Linked DNA regions of Mus musculus: region 2 is linked to region 1. A link is a contact called in public promoter capture Hi-C data. All regions are on one chromosome and are shown on one strand. The core of a region is the stretch at or near the end of the contact, and the rest is flanking DNA. Distances in the headings are between cores, read along the strand shown.

The links. Promoter capture Hi-C pulls out the DNA fragments that hold promoters and counts their contacts.
Region 2: a contact with region 1 is called in a promoter capture Hi-C map of cranial neural crest, with 2.8 times the contacts expected there. The contact joins the enhancer-like site here to the promoter of 8430423G03Rik in region 1. A contact is called at or near these places in 6 of 39 promoter capture datasets (the 3T3-L1 cell line, 3T3-L1-derived adipocytes, cranial neural crest and 3 more) and 2 of 115 datasets of contacts at active chromatin or transcription factors (SST interneurons and pancreatic cancer cells).

Annotation. Positions count from the first base shown.
Region 1 is chr5:148,946,674-148,953,481 of GRCm38.p6, forward strand. It overlaps 8430423G03Rik (RIKEN cDNA 8430423G03 gene), which reads left to right and starts at 3,577. Exons shown (of 3, transcript NR_040686.1): 1 at 3,577-3,715; 2 at 3,987-4,160; 3 at 4,660-4,985. LOC108169085 (a long non-coding RNA gene) reads right to left here and starts at 6,523. Exons shown (of 2, transcript XR_001785025.1): 1 at 6,288-6,523; 2 at 1,094-2,335.
Region 2 is chr5:149,485,418-149,492,225 of GRCm38.p6, forward strand. It overlaps Gm15997 (predicted gene 15997), which reads right to left. Exons shown (of 5, transcript NR_045423.1): 5 at 3,639-4,509. It also overlaps a transcript of Wdr95 not described here. Among named protein-coding and RNA genes, the nearest start is that of Wdr95, 40 kb to the right of the region's middle. Within about 2 kb of position 3,819, at least 90 of the 459 cell types and tissues checked have an H3K27ac peak or open chromatin away from gene starts, as enhancers often do. A contact at or near this core is called in SST interneurons, where this site is marked.

The DNA of each region.
Region 1 (6,808 bases), core at 2,327-4,826:
TTTTGAGGAACACTCATGATCCACACGGAAGCACCTCCTGTCTAACCTGCCCCTGTTGGAGAGAAGTGTGGCTAATTTGCGTGTGCTAGATACAGTGGAGAACGCAATGGAAAACCTGGGGTAGTGCACACCCCTCATTCCCCATAACTGTTCGTGCACCAACAGCCTCTGAGCTCTGTACACAGTTCTTTCCCAAGTCACAGACACTAGAATTGTTTTAGTTTTATTTAAGTGTATGAATGTTTTGCCTGCACTGTAATGTGGACCACATTCATGCAATACCAGCGGAAGCCAGAAGAGGGCATGAGACCTTCCTAGAACTGGAGTTGTAGACGGCTGTGAGCCACCACGTGGGTGCTGGGACCGAATCCCAGTCCTCTGCAAGAGCAACCAATGCTCTTAATTACAGAGCCATCTCTCCAGCTTCTAAACATTATAAATTTATGTATCTTGGTTTTAATCCTAGAGGATAAATTGGTAGCCAACAAAGGCTAGTTATATAATGTCTTCAACTGGCAACAAAGAAATGACCGTGCAGTATTTCATCTTAATTTCTTCCATTGGACTACACTGTCTTGTGGATTACATATGGTTTCTCCCTAGGGTTGATCCAAATAAGCATACATTTACATTATAGATATATATGTGTTATGTTTCTTAAGAATAGTTTCTAGTCAGGCCTGGTGTTACCTCAGCACTTAGAAAAGGAAGACAGGAGGGTCAAGAGGTCAAGGGTCAGCCTTAGCTGCAGAGTGGCCAGTCTGGGCTACAAAAGAAGAAAGAGAGGGAGGGGAGGGGTAGAGGGACGGGGAAGAGGAGGAAGGCAAGGTTGAGAGCTGGAGAGATGTCTCCGTGGCTAAGAGCACACACTGCTCTTGCAGAGGATTTGGGTTCAGTTGCCATCATCAACATGGCAGCTCACAGTGGTCTGTAACTCCAGTTCCAGGGTGCCTGACGCCCTCTGCTGGCTCCTTCAGGCACTGCATATATATATATATATATATATATATATATATATATATATATATATACATACATATATATATATACACACACACACACACACACACACACGCAGGCAAACTCATACAAATAAAATGGAAAAAAACTTTAATTTTTTTAAAAGAATACACAATTAGGAAGTACCCAGCTAAAAATTCCGGCGACAGCTCTCAACTTTGACTTGACTGTGCTTCACAGGACTAACAGCAGTCTCTTACCTAGTCCTGAGGAGATTGGCTTCTCCCTGCAGGCATGAAGAAGTCACACAATAGGAGTCTTTGGCTTTTAGGGAGCTCTCCTTAAAGATGGGCACCACCACAAACAGACAGCCCTCTTCTCTGTCCCCTTTTGAGATGCTCAAAGTGCATTGAATTATGACATTTGATCCCATCTTGCATCAGGCTGCAAAGAATTACAGAGGAACCCTATTACAAGGCCTGGAGATTGACATGGAGAAGAGACTCCCCTCCCATCTGAGGAGGTTAATAGCATATTCAATACCCTATAGACCAATATCTCTGGGCCCCCACAAAAACCAGTAAGTAGGCAGCATTGTGTGGCCATTCAGTGAGGGAGTGGAAGACAGAACTGGACGGCTGTGAGGACTCAGAAATAAAATTGGCTTTCTGGAGAGCCCACACAAGAAACCTGGCAACCTAAAAATATTTCAAGAACTCCAGACCCCCCTGTGGGAGAGTTCCTAGCTATGAAGGTGAAAAAGATGAAGAACCTGTTAGGTGTGGGAGCCGTTTTTAATGAAAAACTGAACAAACTCCCCTCAGCCCGAGTCTGGGGAGTGCATCCTTGAAAGAATAATTCCAATCAGAGATCCCATAGACAGAAAAAACAGTCAGGAGGTTTCATCTTCTTCTTCATAATATCAGAAGATAAAGATCCAAAAATAGACCTCCGGCTAACACACTCTCCTTTCTTCCAAACTCATTAGAAGGTGACATCTTCATTACACAGAGGACTCTCGCCACATCACCACCACTCAGGCATAAATCCTGAGATGGTCTCTGCGTCTCCTCCTCTGGCCTCTAATTACAGTTCGGCTGCTTCTTCTCTGGCTTCCCGTGTTGCTGTGAGTGAGCTGCAGTGTGTGTGGTGGGTAAGCCCTTTGAGCGAGCCCTGGCGGCCTGAACCTGGGTGGCATCCTGACCTTGGCGTGGATGTCAGCCCCATGCCTTGGTTTCCTGAGATGTAGGATGAGTGAGACAGTAACCCCAGCCTCTCCGAGCTGTTAGAATGAAAGCAATCAGAGGTGTCCCCTCCACAGCTGGAAGTCAGCAAGTGTCTGCTCTCCTTACCACCGCGCTGTTTCTTTTAGCACCTATAAAAATAACATGTTAAAGGAAAGGGTTTTTTTTTTAAAGTATATGTTTGGTCTAATAAAAGACTGTTTTCAGATTTGCAAATATATTTATGTGGAAAGACAGGTTCTTAGTTAAACATTCAAGATATCCATTTTTAAAAAATGTCCAACCCTAGAATCCAAATATTATTCCACAGCATCTTCCCGCACCTAAAGCAGTTTATATTTTGCTTGAGAGACTGGACATAGACCTGAAGAAACACTGGACAAAAATGCAAACCAAGCTTGGCATGCTAGCAAATTCGGTACCCAGGAGACTGAGGCAGGAAGATTTCAAAGTTGAGGGCAGCCTGAGATACACAAGGAGACCCTGTACAAACACACACATATGCAGGAATGCGCATGCCCGTTACTCAAGACACACGTCATGCCTGTAGACTATAAGAATTATAAAAACTACAAAGGAGAAAAATCTTGTATTCTAATCCACAGAGGCCCGAGAGTGGCGGTTACAGGTGGCTGTGAGCCACCATGCGAGTGCTGGGAACCAAACTTGGGGCCTCTACAAGAGCAGGAAGTGCTCCTAACCACTGAGCCATTTCTCCAGCCCCAAGGCTGAGCTTTTTATGAAATGCAATTCTGCTTGTAAAGTTACAGTCGTCGCATTTGACTGACGTGAGCGCAAGTCAACCGACCCAAGATACAAAAACACTGGCTCAGGATCTGGGGGATAGATAAACTGTAGATCAAACGTGTTTGATCCTCATGACTACAGAGACAAAATAATAAGTAACTTTTTAAAAACATATACAATGTTTCCTAGTTTTGTTCTCCAGGTGGCTGTGGCAGATCACTCCTGAGCCCCACCATTCGCCACTGTTTCTTTTTAGTTCAATCTAAATGGTTCCCCCGCAGGCAGGGCTTGCCCCATGGTAGGGTGCTGCCTCCCCGTAGCTTCAGGCCCATCACACAGTTTCTTGGCTGGCTGAACTGTTGGAAGTACTAAAGAAAGCAACAAATTGAAGAAGAAGCGAGCCTTGTTCTAAGTTGAGAACCCCAAACATAACACATAGAAATCACTACAAAACACGACAGCTGTAAGTGGTTGGGGAAAATCGACTCCTCAAGCAACCAGGCTAAGAGGCAGCGAACGGACTCCCTCCAACTGAAGTGAAATACCACACTGATTACTTCCTTACGATTCGCCATCCATCCTGGGCTTCCTGTTGTAAAAAGCCCCGCCACCCTCCTCAGTGAGCAATAGACCACACATTCCACAGCCACGACGTTTATTTCCTCTCGGTTACATGCTACCCTGTGGGACGACCAGTTACATTCTCTGGCCAAAAAGAAGAGGGGAGCCACGGGACATCCCCCAGCTGTCACGACTCAGAAAAGGTTTGCTTTTTCTCGCCTTCACCAGGGACAGAGGAGGACTCAATGGCGTGGGCTCTTTCCTCCATAACTCTCAAGTTTGGCAAGATCAGGGATCCAATATAGGCTGGTACTGATCCCTCCGTTCTTGCTTTCTATCAGAACACCGGTTTCATTCAGCAGGGGCGACGCTCCTGCTCGCACATGACCATTGTAGCTAAGAGAGGCCATGTGTCCCGATGCCGGCCAGTCCGGTCTGTAGATTTCTAGGCCCCGTTTTGTCTTTCTGTTTCAGGGAGTTCTCTTTCCTTATTTCCTCTTACTGTGTGGACTGAGGAGTTGGCTGTGGAACAGAGCAAGGAGCCCAAGGACCAGGAGGAGATAAGACCGTCAATAAAAAGCTTCCTGATGAACACCACGCCAAGGAAGAAAGATGCCTTCCAAGATCACTGGGGTCTCCAGGGCCCAGGTTTTGACCCTAAAAAAATTCCTGTAACAATTTTATGCCATGAAACTTTATTTTGTAAATGCATTTTTTTCCCCTCAATTACTTTGAGAGTCAGTTTAATGCGTTACATTGTGGCATTTTTGGTAATTTTGTGTAATTAATTATACTTTGTCTTCCTTCTCACTACTCTGCCCCATCTGACCCTGCTTACTGGCCTTTTCCTGGTCCCCTACTCCCCTCAAGTCCTCTCTCCTTTCATGTCCCTGAATTGTGTTATTTACACACACACATGCGTGCACACACACACATACACACATACACGTGCACTCGTACAATCTTGGCTTGGTCACTTGTTCCCCAGTTGGCCCACTGTTTAGTTTAGGCAAGAATTGTCAAGGAGATTTAAATGCCCTGGCCACATTGGGATGTGTGTGGTCTGGCAACATCCTCCCTCGACCACCCCCAATTGACACCTTTCTCCTCTCCAGATTCTGTGATTGTTCTTGTCTTCCATCTGCAGCCTTAGGTGAAACAGCCCGACCACCATGGATCTGACCAGCCCTCTGAGGAAAGAGATAGCCCTCCCATCTCCAGACTGAGGCCTACAGGGCTCCTCAGGACAGCCACTACCAGCACCATGGTGAAAACATAGAGGAGAAGCCCAGAAAGACTGAATTCTGAAACAGGCGAAGGGGCGAAGGGACTCATGGGAATTTTTTTTTTTTTTTTTTTTTGATTCTCTAAACCACCTAGTGTCTACCGCAGCCACCCACAACTGCCATTGGAGTGGGAAGGCAGCTACAAATAGTATCAACTGGGACAGAAATAAATGAACAGTCGACTGGTTCCAACGGACTCTATTAATGGACACTTTTTTTTTAGGTGTCATTTACTAGCATTCTTCTTTTGACTTTTTTTTTTTTAACACTTAAGAAAGGTAAATCTATTTTTAGCTCATGGGGCTAAACAGAAACAGAGGCCACAAGGCCAGACTTGCCCCTGTGACAGAAGTGCCAAGCCTTGGTCTTGGAGAGCCACTCACAGACACTGGAAAGGGGCTGAGGGAGGTGAGACCACACAGCCTTTCTGGAGGCTGACAGGCACTCGTGTGTTTGAATACACTTGGCCCATGGGAAGGGGCACTATTAGGAGACATGGCCTTGTTGGCGTAGAAATGGCCTTGTTAGAGGAAGTATGTCACTATGTAGGAGGACTTTGAGGTCTCCTAGTGCTCCACCCAGTGCAGAAGAGAGCCTCGTCCTGGCTGCCTTTGGATCAAGGTGTAGGACTCTCAGCACCAAGTCGGCCTGCACTAGCTCTGCCTTCCACCATGATGATAATAAACTAAACCTCTGAAACTATAAGCCAGCCCCACTAAAGTGAGTTGCCTTGGTCGTGGTGTCTCTTCACAGCAATAAAACCCTAAGACATGAGAGCAAACTGGGCCCGCATCCTTACTGGAAGCTGCCAAATAGAGGGTGATTCTCACAATCGCAGAACCTATAACAAGAAGAGGAATCGTTTCCACTCTGAAAGCAAACAACAGGAGCTCTTTCAGGTCTAAGGATGGGCCACAGTAGTGAAGTGTTAATCTCATACACAAGCTCTAGATTTGATCCCTACCAACACAAGTTGTTTAAATGTTTTGTTTGAGAACTGGGTGTAGAGATATCAGATCCAGAACATAATGTACAAAATATTCAGTCTGGGAGCTGGGGAGATGGCTCAGTGGCTAAGAGCACATGTTGCTCTTGCAGAGGACCTAGGTTCAGCTCCAAGCACCAATACGATGTCTCACGACTCTAACTCCAGTTCCAGGGAATCTATCGCCCTCTTCTGGCCGCTGTGGGCACTGCATGCATATGGTGTTTAGACACACATGAGGTAAAACACATAAAAGAATAAAAATAATTAATTTTTTGGGGGGGGTGGTTTCGAGACAGGGTTTCTCTGTGTAGCCCTGGCTGTCCTGGAACTCACTTTGTAGACCAGGCTGGCCTCGAACTCAGAAATCTGCCTCCTGATTTTTTTTTTTTTTTTACTCCTGGGCCCTGGCTTCAATAATTGGTCTTATATTTTTAAAATTATGCTAGTGTTAGTATAATACTAAGAAAAATACGTTTTTCCCATTTCACTTCAGTCTCTGACCTGATGGACTGAGGAGGCTGCAGAATGTCTGTCCCAGGATCCTTAAGCTGTGGTCAACAGGCATCCACTCTGGAGGTCTGAGGTGCACCCAGCTCTCCTTAAGAGGCTCACTAGACCTTTCCTCCTCCCCCTCCATCCTTCCAGGGTAGAAGGGACAGATATGGAGGAGGGGTGGGGAGAGCAGAAGAACAACTCTCTTTTCCTCCTCTCCAGCAACAGACACGATTGAGATTAACCCCCCCCCCCCCAATTGCCGTGCAATCCCAGACACCCAGCCAAAGACATCCCCTTTGGCATGGCCTCTGCCTGCATAAGAGCAGTGCAGAGTCACAAGTCATGCTGGAGTGACTCCAGGCACTGGGGCGGCTGTGACCACACAGGGATGTTGGAAGAGGGAAAAGGTCATCCTAATGGGACAAGGAGTGTCTGGGAAAGGGCAAACATGGCGCTGGGCTTTTCCCTACACCCTGGCTGGGCTGACATGGGAAGGAGACACAGGTGGACTTCCAGTCACAGATCTC
Region 2 (6,808 bases), core at 2,569-5,068, 540 kb after region 1:
CGGCCCAGCCTCTCACTTCCCAAGCGTAGATGATGAAATGCTTTCTAGAAAGTGTTTAAGCACCTGGGAGTGAGTGCCTGTAATTCTAACACCCCAGAGGCAGAGGCGAGAGGGTCTTGAGTCTGAAACTAGTTTGAGACATACAAGATCCTGTTTTCAAAAATTATGAAACTTCGAAATAGGAACTTGATCCATGTCTCCTGAGGTAACACATTCTCAGAGTGGGAGAAAAATGTTTGTTCTGTTACAACCATATTAGGTTAGCGACAAGACTATGTCGCTAGCAACAAGACTATGTTGCAACGATGTACCTAAAGCAACAAGCAATTGTTATTTCCCAAAATGAGATGAAATGAACCATTATGGCTGCATGTCACCTAATCTTGTGGAGCCACAAAAAACAGCTTTTGAGCCACCGTGCCTAAACATTTAGCAAAAGTGCTCATCCCCCAACAGCAACTTGGGCGTACGGAGCAAGACGGAGGCAGAGACATCTCCATCTGAATTCAGCGAAGAGATATGTACTGGCTGGTTTTGTGTGTCAACTTGACACAAGCTGGAGTTATCTCAGAGAAAGGAGTTTCATGTGAGGAAAAGCCTCCATGAGATCCAGCTGTAAGGCAGTTTCTCAATTAGTGATTAGGGGGTGGGGGGGGGGGAGACTGTGGGTGGGGCCATCCCTGGGTTGGTAGTCTTAGGTTCTATAAGAGAGCAGGCTGAGCAAGCCAGGGGAAACAAGCCAGTAAGTAACATCCCTCCATGGCCTCTGCATCAGCTCCTGCTTCCTGACCTGCTTGAGTTCCAGTCCTGACTTCCTTTGGTGATGAACAGCAATGTGGAAGTATAAGCTGAATAAACCCTTTCCTCCCCAATTTGAATCTTGGTCATGATGTTTTGTGCAGGAATAGAAACCCTGACTGAGACAAGATGTTTTCTCCTTTTTGTCTCAGACACAGCAGTCTTGCCCATAAGGCACTCTGTGGGTGTCCACTCAAATATGATTAGCCAAAGCTCAGTCACATGATCAAGTCTAAAATGAGACCCAAACAAGTAAGTATAGTTGTAGATGACCCTTGACTCTGGTTCTGAGCCTGGGAAGACACCGTTGCTCCCCTGAAGGGCAATGGCCCAATGCTGAAGCAGAAACTGAGTTTGTAAGCCAGAGAAGGCAGGGATGACACCGGGTGGGAAGGCAGACTCCTGTCTTTCCGATGCGGCTCTCTTGGTTTTCCCTCTTCTAGCTGCTCCGTGGTACTTTACCCATCTTCCTCTGCATACTGTTTAACTGCAGGGGTGCCTAAGGTTCAAACCAGGCCATCTTGCGCTTCTCCTCTCTGCAGTCTGCTTAGGAATGCTCATCTGGTGTTGGGTGGCATTTCCTTCCACATTTATCTCTTCAGCTCTACCCCCTCCTAAGACCTCCTTATTTGGACATCCCACTATCCACTTGACATCTCTACTTTCATACCTAGGCAACACCTCTGAAACAGCATATTGCAAGCATGGCTTCTATTACTATTTTACATGTCCTAAAACCGAGACTTCTTAGTGTTTTAATAAATAATAACTGTAGTGGTTTGAATGAGGCTGACATGCATAGATTCTGGCTTTTGAATACTTGATCCCTACTTTGGTGTCACTGTTTGGGGAGGCTTAGGAGGTGTGGCCATATGGGAGAAGGCATATCCCTGGAGGTAGGCTTTGAGGTTTCAAAACCTCCCACCATTTCCAGTTGGCTCTCTCTGGTTCATGTTTGAGGCCCAAGATGTGAACCCTCAGTGACTGCGCTAGCCACCATGCCTGTTGCTTACTGTCATGTCTCTCAGCCAGAACTATAAACCCCAAATAAGCTCTTCTTTCCATAAGTTGCCCTGGCCATGGTGTTTTATTACAGCAACAGAAATGTACAATAAGTTGGCTAAATGCTAAGTCCTGAGTTTTCCTTACATATCTAGCCTACCCTCTTTTGCCTTTGTTCAATGTGATATCCTCAGGGCCATGGTCTCTCTCTCTCTCTCTCTCTATATATATATATATATATATATATATAGATAGATAGATAGATAGATAGATAGATAGATATAGAGATAGAGATAGAGATAGAGATAGAGATAGAGATAGAGATAGAGATAGAGATAGAGATAGAGATAGAGATAGAGATAGATAGATAGATAGATAGATAGATATATTAGAAATTCCATAACATTTGTCAGAAATTGATTAAATGAACTTGTATCAGCCACACCTTGACTGAGGAGTGGAAAGATGAAGGGTAGAAAAGGCACACATTTAAGATGGTGGTATTCTGTAGACATGTCCACTCTAAGATAGATGGTATTTACAGTACCTTCTGAGGACTTAAAGCAATCCATTCTGCTCACAGCAGCATAATGTTCAACCATGGTGTCAGCTCAAGGAAGATCACTCCTTGGCTTCATCACCTCGTGGTCTAGAGGATCATGCCAGGAGCATGCACAGGACTGTTTCATGTAATATTTTAAAAAATTTAAATAGCTACTCTCTGGGCCTGGCGGTCTTGCTGCCTCCGTGGCTAACCCCATGTGGCATCTGCTCAACTTTCTATGGTCCGATTGCCACGGAACCTGCTCACATTCCCTGTCGTCTAACCACCACAACTGGCTGCTGCCAAACCGGCACGCAATCCCCAATTTCCGAGGCTAGCTGGAGGCACACTCTTGCAAACCCACACTCCTCTGTGGTTACCTTTCCCTGGAGCCAAAGGTTCCGTAACACTTCCCACCATCATCCTGTTGCAGATGGGACCTTTGGGGACAAACCATATTCAAACCCTAATATTAGACATATCATACCACTGATGACCCTAATATTAGACGGGTGGGGGACAGTGTTCATCAGCTACTGCCTGTCAGTAAGCATCCACAAAACTCTGGTTGCATTCAGCAGTGGGTATGTATCCTTAGCTTGGCAGGAGTAACTGACTGCTCTAGGCTGGGGAACTCTCCAAGTAGGAGCCTGGTGGCTCCTTTGGTGGGGATGGTGGCTGTCTGTCATGTGCTCATTTGCATTCCCACTGAAGGTACAGTGTTCTCACGGGCGTGGCAGAAGCACCCCGGGACAACTCTCAGAGTCCTTTAAAGTCTCCTCTCAGAATTGGCTCTCTGCCACTTTGTCAAATTAGTCAGAGTGAGCCAAGGCCACGGTCAAGGGCAATGCATGATGCCTTTCATGGAAGGACGCACGGAGTTACTGGCAAGGACCATGGACAGAGCAAAGGTGAAGGGACTAGGGCAACGATACCTCAGTCTGCCCAGGAATGTGCAGCATGCACAGAAGAGAAACCCCAGCAAGGAGGAGGCCTGGGCAGACCTGTAGTTCCCCCTTTCCACAGCTGCATCTCATTGTAGTCTAAACTACACCCTGCAGCCCTTTTAGAATAGGTTGCCCCCGATGCTGGCTCCATCCCACCCCGATCCATTTGTTATTTATTCAGTAATACAGGACAGCTCTCCAGGCGGGTCCTCTGGCTGTGGATTCCTCTGGTGTGGTTGTTATGGGAAACATTTCATTTCACATCTGCTGATGTGTTTTTCTGTCTCTCAAGTAAAACCACGAGGTAGAGAAGAAGAAGAAGAAAAAAAGGAAATTCATACTCTGTTGGGCTATAAAGGATAATGATTAATTTATTCCGAGCTATATACAAATCAGACTATCGTCTTTCAGACGGAATCAATAATACAATTTTAAGCCCACACACATTTACAAATGCTAGCACTCCAGAGCAGCTGGGTTGCCATGGGCAACCAGGGCATGCCAGCTCATGATCTGAAGCAAGCTGCTGTCTTCCAGCCTTGCAAGCACATTCGGCAGACAGGATTCTAGGGAGCCCAGGGCACCCGTGTTGGCTCTGATCTGGCCGCCGCACAAATGCACCCCTGTGATGATTTGGATTAGCTCGCGTCTGAATTGCTTAGCGCTCTTTAAGCTCCTGCTTGCACCAGCTTTCTTTGATATACTTTGTGTCTGCGTCTCTACGGACTAGGCATGCGCAGAGGGTGGCTAGGCAAGCCATGGGCTGTCAGAAGGCATTGAGAGCCGGTAGAGATGGCTCAGGTGCCCAGTGTAGCCTCAGACAGAGCTCAGCGAGACATGCTTGTTTCTAACTAGAAAACAGGGCCAGTGGACACCGTGCTATGGCTGATAGGCCTAAGCAAAACCTCTCCATAGGTCTCCTGATCTATCTTTTGTCTCTTAAGAAATGGAGGAATGGGATTACAAACTCCTTGCCTAGTTGGGCAGCGAAAGAGAAAACTTTTTTTCTAGTATATATTTATCAAGAAATAAACAAGCAAGATCTTTGCACTGTAGGTTAAGCAGGGGCATAGCCGATATCACTCTAAGTACAAATTCCTAAAGGGCTCCGTGCTTCACAAGAGAAGTCGACAAACCACCGCTGCCTCTGTTTCTCTAAGATGCAAGCCCTCTCTGGGAGAACCAGCCATCCAAGGTACCACTGGGGATCCGGTGACACTGTGGCAAAATGAACTGTAATTAGGATTGTCGTTTAAACATGTGGTCATTTATATCCAATTTTCACTCACTACAATAAAAACTATGAAATATATGTCAGATTCACTTTGTTATTGATTTATTTGATCACAATCCTTCCCTTTGCCCAGAATTTTGCCTTGACCCATCCTCACATCCTCATTATTTTCCGTCAGAACAGAAACGGTTTATGAGGACTTGGTTAGGGCCGACCCTCCCTCCCACCCTTCCCACAGTGCTTATGCTTCCTATCTTGGCCAAGGACAGTAGAAGCCCTGCCCCCACATCCCCAAAAGCATTTTCTGAATGTGAAGCGTTCTATCTACGGTTGTGGCTGTCCAGGCTGCCCAGAGGGTTGCACAAGCGAGGTTAGGTGGACCCCAGAGTTCTTCAGAGTCCCCTAAAGGAACTGTGTGGTGTCCACGCAGCATCCTGAAACCAGCAGCTATCCTGGGGGCGCCTATGCTGCTTCGAGCTCAGACATCGCCAGCAAGGCCTCAGCCTTCAGGGGAGCCCTGCCTTCCGAGTGTGGAGCCCCCTATCTGGCTGCTGCGGGAATGCCTCACTCGAGAAAGAATGCGGAGCCACTCGGTCAGCTCCCAAGAGCCCACGCACAGGAGGACGCCTCTGCATCACGCAGACCCGGCTCAGAGCCTGAGGGCTGAAAAGGTAAGAAAGCAGAGACCAGACTGCACCCTTCACGCCCAGGCAAATCAATAGCAGAGATCTGAAGCTGGGCTCCCTAGGCATACCAGGAGTTCACTTACTACCAACGACACAGTGAAAACCTTGGGCCATACTCAGATCCCTCTACATCAGCTTGGTACCCACTTCCTGGCTGTTGGAACACCCCTAATCACCCCAGGCCCCTGGTGCCTCCACATCCTTCCTCTCTTCTTTGGATGCCCACCCACAGAATTCCAAGGCCCAGCTCCATTCTAGCAACTAAGCTATCCCCAGCTAGAGGCTCACCCTAACTGGTAAAATTTTAACGTTCACTAGGACACTGTGCCGTGCCACATGGCAGATAGCTAGAACCAACTCATTTTGCAGACCTTAAAGGACCTTCATGGAGGGTCCTTTAAAAAGATAAGATGAGAAGCACCAAAGATCTAGCGACTGTCCTCCTAGGCTGACAGCAGAAGAATTAGAGGGAGGTTTTAAGGAGGGAGATGCATCCCTACGAACACAGAACCATTTCACCATAACTGATGGATGCAGATGATCCAGCCCAGAGCTGTTGCTTATGACTGCACTGGGGTTTGGCTTGGTTGTTTTTTTGTTTTGTTTTGTTTTTTGCTTTTTGTTTTGTTTATCATGTCAGAAGCATGACAGTCTCTGAAACTCCCAGTGAGCAGTAGGGGGCGGTAGTGGGGGATGGGAATTGGGATGGAGACATGGGTGAAGGTGCAGAGTGCTATGGGCTGACACCACTGCAGAACAAGACAGAGGGCCTAAAAAAACGGCCTGGATTTAAATTCACTATGGGACAACAAGTATACAGGAGCTATTTTAATTTTATGGTAGAATAGACAAGAGCTAGAGTTGCTCGTAGAGCAGAATAATGGCTTCAGATGTAGGAAAAGGAGACGTCGTCAGACTAGACACATCTTCTCTGACAGATGGCAGCAAAAAGCAGAGGAAGAAAGTAGACAGGAAGACTTGACCATGTGTGAACTGGCCCAGGATTATGACTGGGACCTGCCCATGTGTGAACTGACCCACGGCTATGACTGGGACCTGCCCAAGTGTGAAGTGACCCAGGTTTAGGACTAAGGACATGCCCAAGTGTGAACTGGCCCAGGTTTAGGACTAAGGACCTGTCCATGTGTGAACTGGCCCAGGTTTAGGACTACGGACCTGCCCATGTGTAAACTGGCCCATGGTTATGACTGGTACATGCTCAAGTGTGAACTGGCCCAGGTTTAGGACTAAGGACCTACCCATGTGTGAACTGGCCAAGGTTTATGACTAAGGACCTGCCCAAGTATGAACTGGCCCAGATTTATGACTTAGGACCTGCCCAAGTGTGAACTGGCCCAGGTTTATGACTAAGGATCTGCCCAAGTGTGAACTGGCCCAGATTTATGACTAAGGACCTACCCAAGTGTGAACTGGCCCAGGTTTATGACTGGGACCTGCTCATGTGTGAACTGGCCCAGGTTTATGACTGGGACCTGCTCATGTGTGAACTGGCCCAGGTTTATAACTCAGGACCTGCCCAAGTGTGAACTGGCCTAGGTTTATGACTGGGACCTGCCCATGTGTGAACTGGCCCAGG